2 separate regions of the Mus musculus genome follow, and region 1 is linked to region 2. A link is a contact called in public promoter capture Hi-C data. All regions are on one chromosome and are shown on one strand. Each heading gives the region's core, a stretch centred on a gene start, on an enhancer-like site or on the middle of the called end of the contact. The rest is flanking DNA. Distances are from core to core; before and after follow the strand shown. Region 1 overlaps Plbd2 (phospholipase B domain containing 2). Region 2 overlaps Fbxo21 (F-box protein 21).

Region 1 (6,668 bases), core at 296-2,795, 2.5 Mb before region 2:
GAGAGAGAGAGGGAGAGGGAAGAAAAGAGAGAGAGAGAGAGAGATCCCTGAATCTAATTTCTTTCTTGTTTCTTCTTTGAGCACAACTACTAACAAGCTGCAACCAACACTCCTGATCAACCAACAACCACCCACCCTGCCTCTCAGGGCTCTAGTATTTAAATGACTCTGAAAAATTCCCAGAATTCCAAATGTCACACTATTGTAGACAACTGGCTGCTGGCAAAATCACACCCCTGCTAGATCATGAGGCAAATCATAGTCAGCTGCTGTGGACAGTCTGAAGCAGCCCCATATCCCCGCACCTGGGGTTAAAATGAAAACATTAACAAAAATTCTTGTTTTTTTTTGAAAGAAACCAAAATTCCAAACTCTTCACTATGTAGCCGGGACTGGGCTGAAGGCCTGTCCTGGTGGAGCAGTGACTGACAGTGACAGGGGCAGGGCATGGGTCCTGGGAGGTGAAGGCTCTCATTAAGGTTAAACAGCCTTTTAACCAAGCTGGGAGTAGCATTTGAATCCAGCTCTGTCTGGCCCAAGCCTCCAGTCAGGGCAGTTTGCTCTATTGCTGCATCCTGCGGATGGGTAGGGCTCCTGTGCAGCCCCTCAGGTAGGGCAGGACAGTGGGCAGTGGCCTGCAAAGTACAAGGAGGCAGGGAGCGCTAGTGGGGCCTGGGCATGAGCAGGATTTGGTGCGTGTCCCTGTGGGGAGGTTTCTGGTGGGGTGGGGTGTGGCCAGAAGTTACCTTTGGCAGCGGCCCAGAGAGTGTGGGGATTTGGCATTTTGCAACAAACCAAACCAAACAAATAAAAAACAAACAACCCCCACATCATGGCGTGGGCCCCAGTCAGGCCTGTGACGTGATGTCTCGGTGTTTTGGGGACACAGGTACTTGCCCACCCAAGTGTGTCTCAGTTTCTGCAGCTGTAAAGTGGACGTGTTGGTTTCACTTCACTGTAAGGAAATACCCAAGCCAAGGAGCTCATAAAGCTTCGTGGCTCTTACGGTTCCTGGCAGAGCAAGACGCTCCCTTCATGGGCCAGAAGGCAAACACGGAGGAGGACGAGAGCAGGGTCCCAGAGTCCCCTCCAGGACAAGCCTCAGAGACCTTAGGCTTAGGCTGTGCCTCTAGCCCTTGCCTCCCAGCAATGCCACCCAGTGGACTGACCCCTCGCAGCTTCTGAACAGCAAGCCCAGGCTGGGCCACTGTGTGGGGATGGCACCTACCCTGCCTCGCTCAGCACTGGAGGCTGCAGTATGTCCACTGTCTGATGCTGCTCACTGGCCTGAGCCACGGGTCAGCAGCCCCCACTCCCACTCCCAGGAAGCATCAGCTGTGAGCCCTGGCCGTTCTGGGTCAGGCTGACCTTGGTGGGCTCACCCGTGCTGCAGCAATCAGCTGGCTGGGTGGTCTGGGATAACCTCATTCACACCCAGCAGCTGGAGGGCAGGCTATGCTGGCTGTGGCTTCCTTCCCCTAGCAGGCAAGCCCGAGCTCATGCACACCGCACCTGGGCATGCCAGCAGCCTGGCACACTTCTCTGGCCCAGTGAGTCAGCAGGGGGACTTGTTTTTGTTTCCTCCGTGCTTGGAACAGAGCGGGGAGCTGCACACACACATTCCTCTGACTGAGAGTTTGGTACTCGTTTGCAGTGTCTGGAGTCACCCTAGCAGGCCAGAGGCTAAGGCTAAGGTGTGTGAGCCTGTCTAAAGATCCCAGCAGTGGCTGGGGATGTGGCTGCATTCGGAGAGTTTGCCTGCCGGGCACGGGTTCCATGTCCAGCATTGTATAAGCTTGGTAGTGCACACCTGTAATCCAGCACTTGGCAGGTGCAGGCAGCAAGATTAGGTATTTAAGGCCTGCTCGCATGTGGACGACCGCACCTCTAAACAACTCTGAACAGAGGAAAGCAAAATCAGACCTCGTGGGCTGGGCTGAGGTCCAGTAGCCGCTGGCCTTGCAGAACATTTGCTTGGCCTCCCTGAAGCCCAGGGTCCAATCTCCAGTACCATACCACCGACAGAAACAACCCAAGACCCCCATGTTTGATGGCAGAGCACACTGCTCAATCCAGGCCCCAGCAACAGAGGCGGTGCAGTGTAATCTAGACCTTCCAAATCACAGGCCCCAGAGTAGGGAGACCTAAGAGGAGGGGGGCTGGGAGCCTCGGAGTAGAAGTGGTAGTCCTCTAGCCCGGGGGCTGCTCCTCAGGGCCCTGCACAGAGAGCAGCTGGCCTGTCCTCTCTCCACAGCTCATCTACATGCACTGGATGAACACGGTGGTCAACTACTGCGGCCCCTTCGAATACGAAGTCGGCTACTGTGAGAAGCTTAAGAACTTCCTGGAGGCCAACCTGGAGTGGATGCAGAGGGAAATGGAGCTTAACCCGGACTCTCCGTACTGGCACCAGGTGGGCCAGGCCACCCTGCTCTCGGGAGGGAAGGTGGCTCTTTTGAGTGTACTTGTCTCCTGTGCAGTCAGTCCCTGGCTGGCCCTGAGTGAACCAGAAACCCAGCCCAATCTAGTGTCTGTCAGCATCTGCACCCCTCCCCCCCAAGCCATCATCCTTCCATCTGTCCGCTTGACGGACCTCCAGCTGCCCATTCTGGCCCAGATGCCCAGTCCTGCTTTCCTGCTGTCAGAGAACCTAGCTAAGTGGCGGCATGTGGCTCTCACTGTCAGGAAGGCAACAGAAGGCTGGACACGGGCGAGCACTATTTCAGAAGAGGGAAGAGAGAGATGAAAGCACACAGCATAGCCAAGCCTGGCGTTCCCTCCCTGGGCTGAGCTTAGACTTAGACAGACTGGATGCTAAGGCTCAGGTCCTGGGCTGCTGGCGCAGTTGTCAGTGCAAAAGCCACAGACTGTGAATTCTCTACAGGCATGAGGGCTTAGCTGTGCAGCACAGGCAGTGAGTGGCCTCTGTGGATGACCCTGCTGCCTGTTTGCGTGCCCTCTAGTATTCATGCTGTTTCCCCCCCCACACACACACACACATGGTTCTCCCTGCCGACCCATCTCCTGCCCTCGCTGCTTCAGATTCTCTTCCCTCACGTACCTACCCACCCTTCCGTATGTCTGCTTACCCACCAACACATAGCAACCCGTCTATCCCATGTGCCTGCTCCCTTCTGTCCCATTCATCTGTCAGTCTATCCATCCACCCACCCTTCTGTCTGTCTGTCCATCTGTCTATCCTCTCCCTCCTGTTGATCCATTCCCATCCTGTCTGCCCATCTATCTTGTCTGTACTTAAGATCCTGGTGTATGCCCAGCACCAGTCAGGACCCAGTGAGGATCACTGTGATGCCTCCAGTTCAATTGCTGAGGTGGAGCAGGCACAGGTGCCGGGGCAGCCACACAGCCAGCATCTAAGACTAGGGAGGTGTTGACAGGGGTTCTGGCCAAACTGGAAGGCTTTGAGGAAGAGATGGCTTTTGACCAGGTTCTTAATTGAGGGTGACTTGGGATCAGCATGAGGATGTGTCATAGTGTTTATTCACTGAAAGCAGGAGAGGGGTCAGGGTTGGCTGGAGCCTGTGGAGCACCCCTGAGCCAGGTCAGAGCCCCTGCTATTATGTAGAATTGGTAAACTGGGGGGCGGGGGGCTCATTCTCCCTCTGCCCCTCCCCTAGGTGCGGCTGACCCTCCTGCAGCTGAAAGGCCTGGAGGACAGCTATGAAGGCCGTTTAACCTTCCCAACTGGGAGGTTCACCATCAAACCCTTGGGGTTCCTGTAAGTGCCTCCCCCCCCCCCCCAGCCTGCGCAGGGTGGGTAAAGGAACCATGAACTTCATACTTGTCCCAGTTCCATGCCAGCTCTGCCACTTCCTACTCCCAGAACCCAGAAAGCCTCAGTTGTGACATGGCGCAAAGTAGCTGCTGGCCCTCCCATCCTCCCTCTTAAGCCTGCTGCAGATCTCTGGAGACCTGGAAGACCTAGAGCCAGCCCTGAATAAGACCAACACCAAGCCTTCCCTGGGCTCCGGTTCATGCTCTGCCCTCATCAAGCTGCTGCCTGGCGGGCATGACCTCCTGGTGGCGCACAACACGTGGAACTCCTACCAGAACATGTTACGCATCATCAAGAAGTACAGGCTGCAGTTCCGGGAGGGGCCGCAAGGTGGGAGGAGGGAGCATCCTTGAGGGAGGGTGGGCATGCGCATGTGCACAGGGGCAAGGCTTTGAGCGAAGTTCTGGAGCAGCTGGGGGATTTCTTACTTGGCAAGCAAGGCGTTTCTTTCAGCTGGCTCTCAAGGTTACCACCACCATCTACCCCTCTGCCTGCACCTACCCTCCTACCTTCTCCTGACTCTATCTATTCCTGGGCCTCTTGCCCAGAAAGCGCTGTGCCTCGGAGCTCCATACCTCAGCTGGCCTTGAACTCTAGTGTGTGCCCAACATAGACCATCGCCCAGTGAGGCAGGCAAACAGAGGCAATGGGGAGAAAAAAGTTGCTCATAGTGGGGTGGCACTGAATTAGAAATCCTCCTGCCTCAGCTTCTGTCTTACTGGGATGACAGGCACTCACCAAGATTTCTTACATTTTTAACCCTTCAAAACCCTGTTTGAGTGCTGAGGATAGAGTTCCATGGCAGAATGCCTGCCTGCCTGAGCAGGTCTCCCTGAAACAGTACCAGGACACTTTGTGGAAGCCGTGTGTAGAGGAAATCCTGCCAAGCAGTGAGGCCCTCTTGTATGTGCTGCCCACAGCCCTTGGGAGGTCCTTGCTGCAAATTGATTGTTTTCTTTCTTTCTTTTTTCTTTTCTTTTGTTTTTTCGAGACAGGGTTTCTCTGTGCATTCCTGGCTGTCCTGGAACTCACTCTGTAGACCAGGCTGGCCTCGAACTCAGAAATCCGCCTGCCTCTGCCTCCCAAGTGCTGGGATTAAAGGCGTGCACCCCCACTGCTGATTGTTTTCTTGTGCTATCCTAAGGTCCCTTTTGATTTTGCATTGCTTTGTTTCTCCTGTAGTATCAGTTGTCAACAGTCGCCCCACCACAGACCCTTTTGATGAAGTTAGATCCATCTACACTTTTAAATGAATGTATCTATTTGCACCTTTTAAAATCTAATTCTCCATTCAGCAGTGTTTAAGGAAAACTCGTTTCCAGCTACACTGAGGAGTATCTTGCTGTTCATCACATTGCAAGTTTGTTAAGGGACCAGTAGAGACAGTCAGCAGGGCAATCCCCTGCAGCAGGGTGCTTCCCCCAATCCTTCTCCCTCTCCTCCATCCTCCACCTGCCCTCTTTTCTTCCTCCTCCCTTCTCCCCTCCCCCTCTCCTCCTTCTCTCATTCCTCTATCTCCTCACCTTCCTCCTCCTCCACCTCCTCCCCTTCCTTTCTGAGTCAGAGTCTCTCTATGTAGCCCAGGTGGCTTTGAACTTGGGTCCTCCTGATGGTGGCATTCCAGTCAGGTGCCACCTACACATTTCATTTGAAGGGATGAGAGTGGCCTCCCGAGGACTGCTTATCTCTCACTTGAGGCCCCTGCCTTGTGGGATGGGGGATGGGTGACCTACAGAGCCCACCTGACCAACTCCTCCCCCACTATCCCCAGAGGAGTACCCCCTGGTTGCTGGCAACAACTTGGTTTTCTCGTCCTACCCGGGCACCATCTTCTCCGGAGATGACTTCTACATCCTGGGCAGTGGCCTGGTGAGTGGCTGAGTCACATGCTCCCTGGGGACATGGGACATAGAGGCTCTGGGGACAGCGAGAAGATGAGGCTTGCAGGGCTTTTGAGCTCTGAGAGCACTCAGGCCCTTGGGGCCCTTTGCAGAGCCTGAGTGCAGTGACCTTGTTTCTGTGTTCAGTGCAGACAACTCCTTTTTGGTCAGTGACCTTGCTCTGCCCTGCCTTTCCCTCCCCCCACCCCTAACCTGGCCCTGTCCTGAGGAGCTGTTTACAGCATTTTGTTTCTCCTTCTCCTCTGGCTGCCATCCAGGCCCCTTTAGAAATCTGTTCCTGGCTGGCGCCTGAGATCTCACACTGATGCTGCCAAGAGACTCACTCACTCAGCTGTAGTGTGCCCTGGGCGCATTAGATACGCGAGGGGCACTGTTAGGCATGGTGGGGCTCATGTCCCTGTGTTCCTACTGTGGCAGAGGCAGCCCCTGGGGACCTTAGTCACAGGACTCCCGGACCAACAAGCTTCCCTCACCTCCCATAGGGTTGGAGAGAGACAGAGAGAGACAAAGACAGAGACAAACAGAGACAGGCAGAGAGGGAGAGAAAGAGGTGGGGAATGGAACCTTGGGTCTCGTTATTGACCCAGCACAGGAGGCCAGGGAACTCACTGCCTTTCCTTGTGTTTGTGTCCTAGACCCCTTTACAACGTAGGACGCTGGTGACCTCCTCACACTCTCTTATTTATTTACTTATTTTATTTATTATGAGACACAGTCTCACTACATAGCCCTGGTTGCCTTCAACTTTGCCCTATAGACCAGGTTGGTCTTGAACAGAGAGATCGACCTGCCCGTGCCTCCCAAATGCTGGGTTTAAAGGTACAGACCACTAAACCCAGCCTTTCTTTTTTCTTTTCGTATACTTGTTGGTTTGATTGGTTGGCTCTTTTATCCTTAAGGCAGCGAGTCTCTCTATAGCTCGGGCTGTCCAGGAACTCAGTATGTAGCTCCAGCCGGCAACCCTCCTTCCT
Region 2 (6,617 bases), core at 3,253-5,752:
TGGCAAGCTGGCCCACCCTCTGTGGGTGTCTCGCTCCCCTCCTCTGGCCTGGCTGGCTCCTGCTTCCACACTCTCCCTTCTCATCCTTTGACATAGCAGTCCAAGGTCCTAGTGATGCGCTCTTCCACAAAAGCCTGGCTCTGCCTCAGTTCTCCACTGTTTCCAGCTCCTCACACTCAAAGCCCGCCTTCTAGTGAAAGGTAATGTCCCTCCGCCACACCCCCTGGCCCCTACATCTCAGTTCCACCTGCTCCTGCTGCAGCCCTGTACTTGGCTGTGTCACCTGGCATTTTTATTCCTCAGTGGAATGTTCCTTGCCCGGAAGGACACCTGCAATCTGTTCAGAGCTTGGGGGGGGGGGCTATCCCTTAAAGCTGCCCCATAAGCCCTCACACTCTAATTCACACCGTATTCCCCCTTGGGCGTCTTACTTCCTATCATGATAAACATCTTAGGTGTTTTATTGCTACCTAGGAGGTTGTGAAGGCAGAGATTTGGGGCTGTTCACGGTGGTATCTCCAGTGCTCACAGTAACACCCAGTGAGCTGAGGGCGTGCAGAAACTCATGCACAGAGCACTCAGGTCTCCCAAACACAAGGTCCTCAAGTGGGAGGCGGGATTAGCGTGTGGGGGAGCCTCTAAGAAGCAGTAGAAGACTCTCCATCTACAGAGGGTCAGTGACAGTCCACAGAGCTGCCTGTCCCACCTGTTCTTTAACCTCTGTTGGGGAAAGTCCTCTTCAACAAACAAAAGAAACAAACGCCACATCCACCGCCCAGACTTTGGGACATCATGCCAGTCACACTTCATGCCTCTGTGGCCATTTCCCGCATCTCTCTGGAGCAGTGGCTCTCAACCCTCATGTTGTGGTTACCCCCAACCATAAAATTATTCTTATTGTTACTTCATAACTGTTATTTTGATACTGTTATGAATTATAATACAAATATCTGATGTAAAGGTTACCTGATATGTGACCCCTATGAAAGTTTCATTTGAAGTCCAAAGGGGTCATTACACCCCCAAGTTGAGAACCACTGCTCCAGTGTGACCACCAACACACACTCTTAAACTGTTCAAGGGCCCCTCTCTGTTTCCCCACTCCAATGGCAACTTCCCATCATTTGAAATACATTCACATAAGCTTTAGCTTGCTCTGAATTTCTTATTAGAAAGTAGATGGAGAGGCTGGCAAGAAAGGTACCAAGCCTGAGTTTTGATCACTACAATCCACACTGGTAGAAAAAAAGCCAATTGTTATAAACTACCCTTTGACCACCTCATGCACAGGGCACCAGAGCCTGAGTATACGCTGATGAACAAGACAAACAATAACACAAAATAAATACACAACAAATTGGCTGGACAGGCTCCATGAGATTTAGATGCCAGGTATGTGGCATCTAAATCTGCGACCCAAGGAGGCGGTGGAGCCTTCCATCAAAAGCCATCTGTGGGTACAGAGCCATTGTAGATGCATGCTCCTCCAGCCTTTAGCCTCAGCACCACAAGAACAAAAGATCCTCTCAGGAGGCAGAGGCAGAGAGGGGCTGTAAGGGAGGCCACCCTGGACCACACAGTGAGACTGACTGCCGTAAGAAAAAAGAGAAAAGTCAAAGTCGGATGGAGGCGGTGGCAAGGCCTGGCTGTGCCCTTCTCTGAGACCAGTGGCCACTGCTGCTCACTGCCCAGGTCTAACTGAACCAGCCCTGCCAAATTAATCAGTGAGGCTGGCTGCGAGCTCCTCCCCGATTCTTCAGTTTCCTGATGGTATGAGTGCTCAGATTATCCCTTTTGCTCATTTTCTCAGTGCTGCGTCCCGATTCTCCTTCAATGCCCGAGTAATGCTCTCGAAGACCGTCTGCTGCACCCTGCCACACCTTTAGCCCACGGAGGCCTCACACAGGCCCCACACTGAAGTGAGGGGCTGACGGCAGTCTTGCTGACTTGGCTCTAAAGTGCCAAGAAGCTCTGGGCTCATCTTGTACATTTCTGACACAGGCCTGAGAAGCAGCCATGTCTCCATGACCCTGGCCTGCACTGGGGAAGCAAGCGGGACGGCCATGTCTACTCCGCTGGTCATGGGTTCGCACGGACACTGTCAATTCAAATTCAGAGGTAAAAGCTTTGACCTCCTTTTGCCTCCTGCATGTATCTGTACTCCTGAACAACACTGCGCTCACAACATGAGCTAACAGGATGGCCACTCACTGGCTTCACTACACACTTTCATCTTACACACAGCCTGGCCTCAGTATAAGGAGCAGTTGTCCTGTCATTTGCCCGAATATGAAAGCCGCTGACTATTCTGCGTATGATCTTCCCACTGTCACCGCTCAATTCCCGTTCTTATTAAAGATACATTTAGGTTTGTTATTGTGTGGACAAGTGTGTGAGTGTGTGTGTGTGTCCACCTGTGTGTGTGTGAATGCACACCATGAGGCATATGGGATTGTCAGAAGACAACTTGCAGGATCCAGTGTGTGGATGCCAGGGATGGCACTCAGGCCCTCAGCAAGCATCTTCATGTGTTGAACTGGCTCAGTGTTCTTCCAGCTAGTGACTCCCGCCTTAGTCAGGGCTCCTGCCCTAACCACACACACACAGCACTGTCTCCTGGGCAGGTTGCATTTGCATCCAGGAGGTCAAGTTAAATACATTTAGTGCTCACTGGGAGGCTTGAGTCAGACTACCTCTGTGGTTTTGAGTTTTAAACTCCATTTCTAGCAGAAGTGTCAGAAAGAACCCAAAGTCTGCTTTCTTCCAAGTTGACAAGTTTGTCTTTGGCCTTTAGACTTGGAAGTCAATTCAGCTGGATATAAAAATCGTTGGCTGGCATTTTCTTTACATCTTGGAGTAACTTTTTCCCCTGGCAGAAAGTGCTGGTGTTGAAGTCTGAGGATACAGTCATTCTTTTGCATAGAAGTAACTTCCATCTATTTTGCCTGGATACCCAAAGGCCCTTTCTGATTCTAAACTCCAGTAACTTGTTTACAAGTGTCTCGCTGGGCACTGGCCACTCAAGCCACTTTCTCAGTCAGGCACAACACAAGCTCTGTGGTAAACTATTTCTGCAGGCTGTGCTTTTTGCGGACCACAGAACAACACAGGTGCAGTCATCCCAAACTCAGAGAGGGGCACTTGAGTATCTACAGAAACTGCTCGCTCCCCACTGTGCATGCAAACAGGGTTACAGGGTGCAGACTGGCCACTCCAAACATTCTAAGAGGCACAACATTCCTTGTCATTACACGTGAGTCCCACCAAGGGTAATGCTGTTTCAACCTTGTTTTGAGCTACCGACACAGACTTTCCAGGCTATACACTTTCAGTTTTTCTGATGACCTAACTAGTCCCAGATTTTAACATTCCTCGGGAGAGTGAATTCCAAGGTGTTTCCCACGATGGTCAATGGGCCAGGCAGAGTCACTCTCCACTTTCCTGTCATGGCAGCCTCTGAAGAACACTCGTGGCTTCCCAGCTGGCCTGGCAGCCAGTTACAGTGTCAGCTGCTCACTCTCCACAAGTACATTTTGAGTGGAAGGCTGACTTGCCAGATTCCAGCTGTGTACCCTGTTCCAGGCAGTACTTCCTACTCAACAGTTTGCCTCCCTCTCCTACTGGGGTCCTCTCCTCCATCCCCCTGCTCAGGGATGTCTCCACAGACACAAGCTCCTTCACAGTCTGCCCCACTAACTCACAGTGCACGCGTCCCGTGACACTTATTTAAACACTTTTCCCCTGGCTCTTCTTATAGATTAACTTTTCTGTACTTATTATATGACAGCATTATCCAGTTGGAAAAACAACTGAATACAATAAAGACCTTCTCACTCCTACTTTGGTTGCCTCTTTGTGTCTCCTGGAACACCACTGCATTGGGTATTAATCTGGGGAAAACCAACATCTTTGTGATAAGTTTTTACACATTTCTCAACACACTGCAACACTCTGACCTAGGAAACTTATTCCCAACCCACATGGCCAAGAACTTAAGCCTAGAGAGTAGACACTGTAGCCACTGCAAGCAGCTGTCTGCCAACCAGGGAGTCCCAGGAAGACAGAGGGTAGCTGTTACCTAAGGGACCTCCTCCATTAACAGCCGACTGGGACAGACCTCTTGGGGTAACGCTGAGAAAAGTAGAGAAGGGTCTGCTTCTCACACAGCCCCTATTTTGCCAAACAACAATCCCTCTCCACCTTATCATGTGGTTAGGATAAAACAAGCCAAAGCAGGTCACTATCAAAAACCACACAGGTGGGGCCAGACAGATGACTCAGCAGTTAAGAGCACTGGCTGCTCTTCCAGAGGACCTGGGTTCGATTCCTACCATCCACATGGCGGCCCATAACTGTAACTCAGGCTCTGGGGGATCTGACACACACATGCAGGTTAAATGCCAGTGAACATTAAACAAACAAACAAACAAGCAAGCAAGCAGGTGAGGCGAAGAGTTCAGGGCCAGAGTGATCACTTGGCCCTGGCTTTGACATTCAACAGTACACAAGCAAAGCCACGGGGCTGGAGTCAGGAAAGGTCAACATAAAAGCAGGAAGTGGGAAGGACAGGGAAAGAGTGCAAATAAGAAAAAAGTTCACCTCTAACAAACTAAAGCCAACAAACCGCACCGCACACATGCCATGCCTAACGGCCATTACAAGACCACACGATACTGTCAGTGCATACTCCAGTGTACATACATATAAACCTACACACTGACAGGTTAGCAGGTCCGGGGAAGCTCCCAGGCACTGAATGATGGCACTTCACCTCTTCCCAACTCCCCACCCCCCACCCCCAAAACACTGTCCCCTCCGGACATTCATCTTTATCTCCAACTTTTAGAATAGAAGGTCTCTCCTTAGGCTGCAAGTCAAGTCACCAGTGTACTGGAAATGAAGCTTTTCGGCAGAAAATACAAAACATACCCATTCAAAACAACAGTAAAAGATAAGGGGTCATTTTTATGTTAAGCGATGATATGTCCATGACTGCACTGAGAAGGTCAAAAGAGGGTTCAGATTCTGTGGCACTGGTGTTATTGGCGCTGGGAGCCACCCAATGTGAGTGCTGGGAACTGAAGTCAGGTCCTATGTCCAAGTGGAGCAGTTCATACTGAGCTGTCTGTCTCTCTAGCCCGCAAGGGGCTCTTCTTAATCAGAAGTGTGTCTGTGGAGAACACAGGCTCACCTTCCCCTGCCCCTTAAATGGGCCCCCCATGGCTAAGTGCATGTAGGGAATTACTATTTAGATACCTACAAGAAAAGAGGTCTTCCCGTGCTCAGTAAAGCCACACGTGAGCGTATATAGAGGCCTGTGGTCGATCAAAGGTCTCATTCCTCACGAGTCATATGCACTAGCTTTAGAGACAATCTCTCGATGGAGTTTGGTACTCTCTGTGTGCCTAAGCTGGTGGCCATCAAGGCCAGCACTAGAATGGCCACTGCATGACACGGGAGCTCAGATTTGGGTCTTCACTGACTGTCTCCCCGGCTCCCCTGACATTTTTTTTTTTCAAAAGACTTTATCTGTATCCCAGGATGTTCTGAAGCTCACTATGCAGCGCTCTCTCAAAGCTGCCGCTTCTCCTGCCCCGACCTCCTGAGCACTGGGACTTCAGGGGTGAGCCACCTGTCAACTGTGCACCCCGGGAGTAGGTGTACACAAAGCTTCTCAGAGCATAACTGTGGCATAACATAAACTATCTGGAAACACCGCAGCTCCCTCGCTCGCTCGCGCAATCTCTCTCTCTCTCACTCTCTCTCTCTCTCTGCCCCACAGCAATTCCCTCTGCAGTTATCCTGGTGAAGCTGTGCCTTACCTTCCTTCCATGTTTAGGATACACACCAGCTCATCCTCAAAAAAGATCTCTGGGCCCTCAAGGTTTTCAATGTCACTGAAGCCATTACAGGGGACCTGTGGAGAAGACACACACAGGAGGCCTCAACCATGAGTTAGCGTGGCTGACCCTGGCAGACACATAGCTGAGAGTCCCAAGGGAGGGAGGCCACACATAGAGCAGTGACAGCGGCTCTTACACACAGCCTCCTAGGGCCTCCAGGGCAGAAAGCAACCAACATGGCAGCCACGGCACATTCAGACCTGGCACCCGTGGCTACAGCCTCACACTCACACAGTCCGAGTTTCCGAGCCTGCTAAGGAGATAGATGTGTGTTAAGTGGATGGTATGTGTGTAGAAGTGGTGGTCCATTAAGACTCTTGGGTTAACATCCTGGGATTTTTCCCAGTTTCCCTTTTGAAAGCAGCCAGTGTTTCAGGTTGATTTGTGTGCACATGGAGAAAACAAGAAAACCAGTGTGCTGAGCCAAATTGATCACCCATCTATGCATCCACCTCTAACTGTGCCCCTGCTGCGTTCAAAGTCCACCACACGTTCTAATTAAGTAAGCAGTGACACAGGGAAGGGGGGGGAGTAGAGTTCACCGATCCATCATTATTAGAGAAAAGCACACACAACCACAGGTGGATCCCAGGGAGAGCCTGTGAACCAGTGGCTTGTGACTAACTGTATCCCACATGCCCCGCATCAAAACACCTGTGTGTGCGCACATTTAAGCCAGGACTGAACACTTGTAGTTACTGACTGGCAGGGGCA

Evidence for each region. Promoter capture Hi-C pulls out the DNA fragments that hold promoters and counts their contacts.
Region 1: a contact with region 2 is called in a promoter capture Hi-C map of liver, with 6 times the contacts expected there. The contact joins two enhancer-like sites. A contact is called at or near these places in 2 of 39 promoter capture datasets (both in liver) and 1 of 9 other capture datasets (adipose tissue).

What each region holds. Positions count from the first base shown.
Region 1 is chr5:120,490,123-120,496,790 of GRCm38.p6, reverse strand. It overlaps Plbd2 (phospholipase B domain containing 2), which reads left to right. Exons shown (of 12, transcript NM_023625.4): 3 at 2,255-2,413; 4 at 3,639-3,739; 5 at 3,912-4,126; 6 at 5,568-5,665. Among named protein-coding and RNA genes, the nearest start is that of Plbd2, 10 kb to the left of the region's middle. Within about 2 kb of position 1,545, at least 66 of the 459 cell types and tissues checked have an H3K27ac peak or open chromatin away from gene starts, as enhancers often do. A contact at or near this core is called in liver, where this site is marked.
Region 2 is chr5:117,979,041-117,985,657 of GRCm38.p6, reverse strand. Fbxo21 (F-box protein 21) reads right to left here. Exons shown (of 12, transcript NM_001346588.1): 3 at 5,823-5,917. Among named protein-coding and RNA genes, the nearest start is that of Fbxo21, 5.6 kb to the right of the region's middle. Within about 2 kb of position 4,502, at least 10 of the 459 cell types and tissues checked have an H3K27ac peak or open chromatin away from gene starts, as enhancers often do. A contact at or near this core is called in liver, where this site is marked.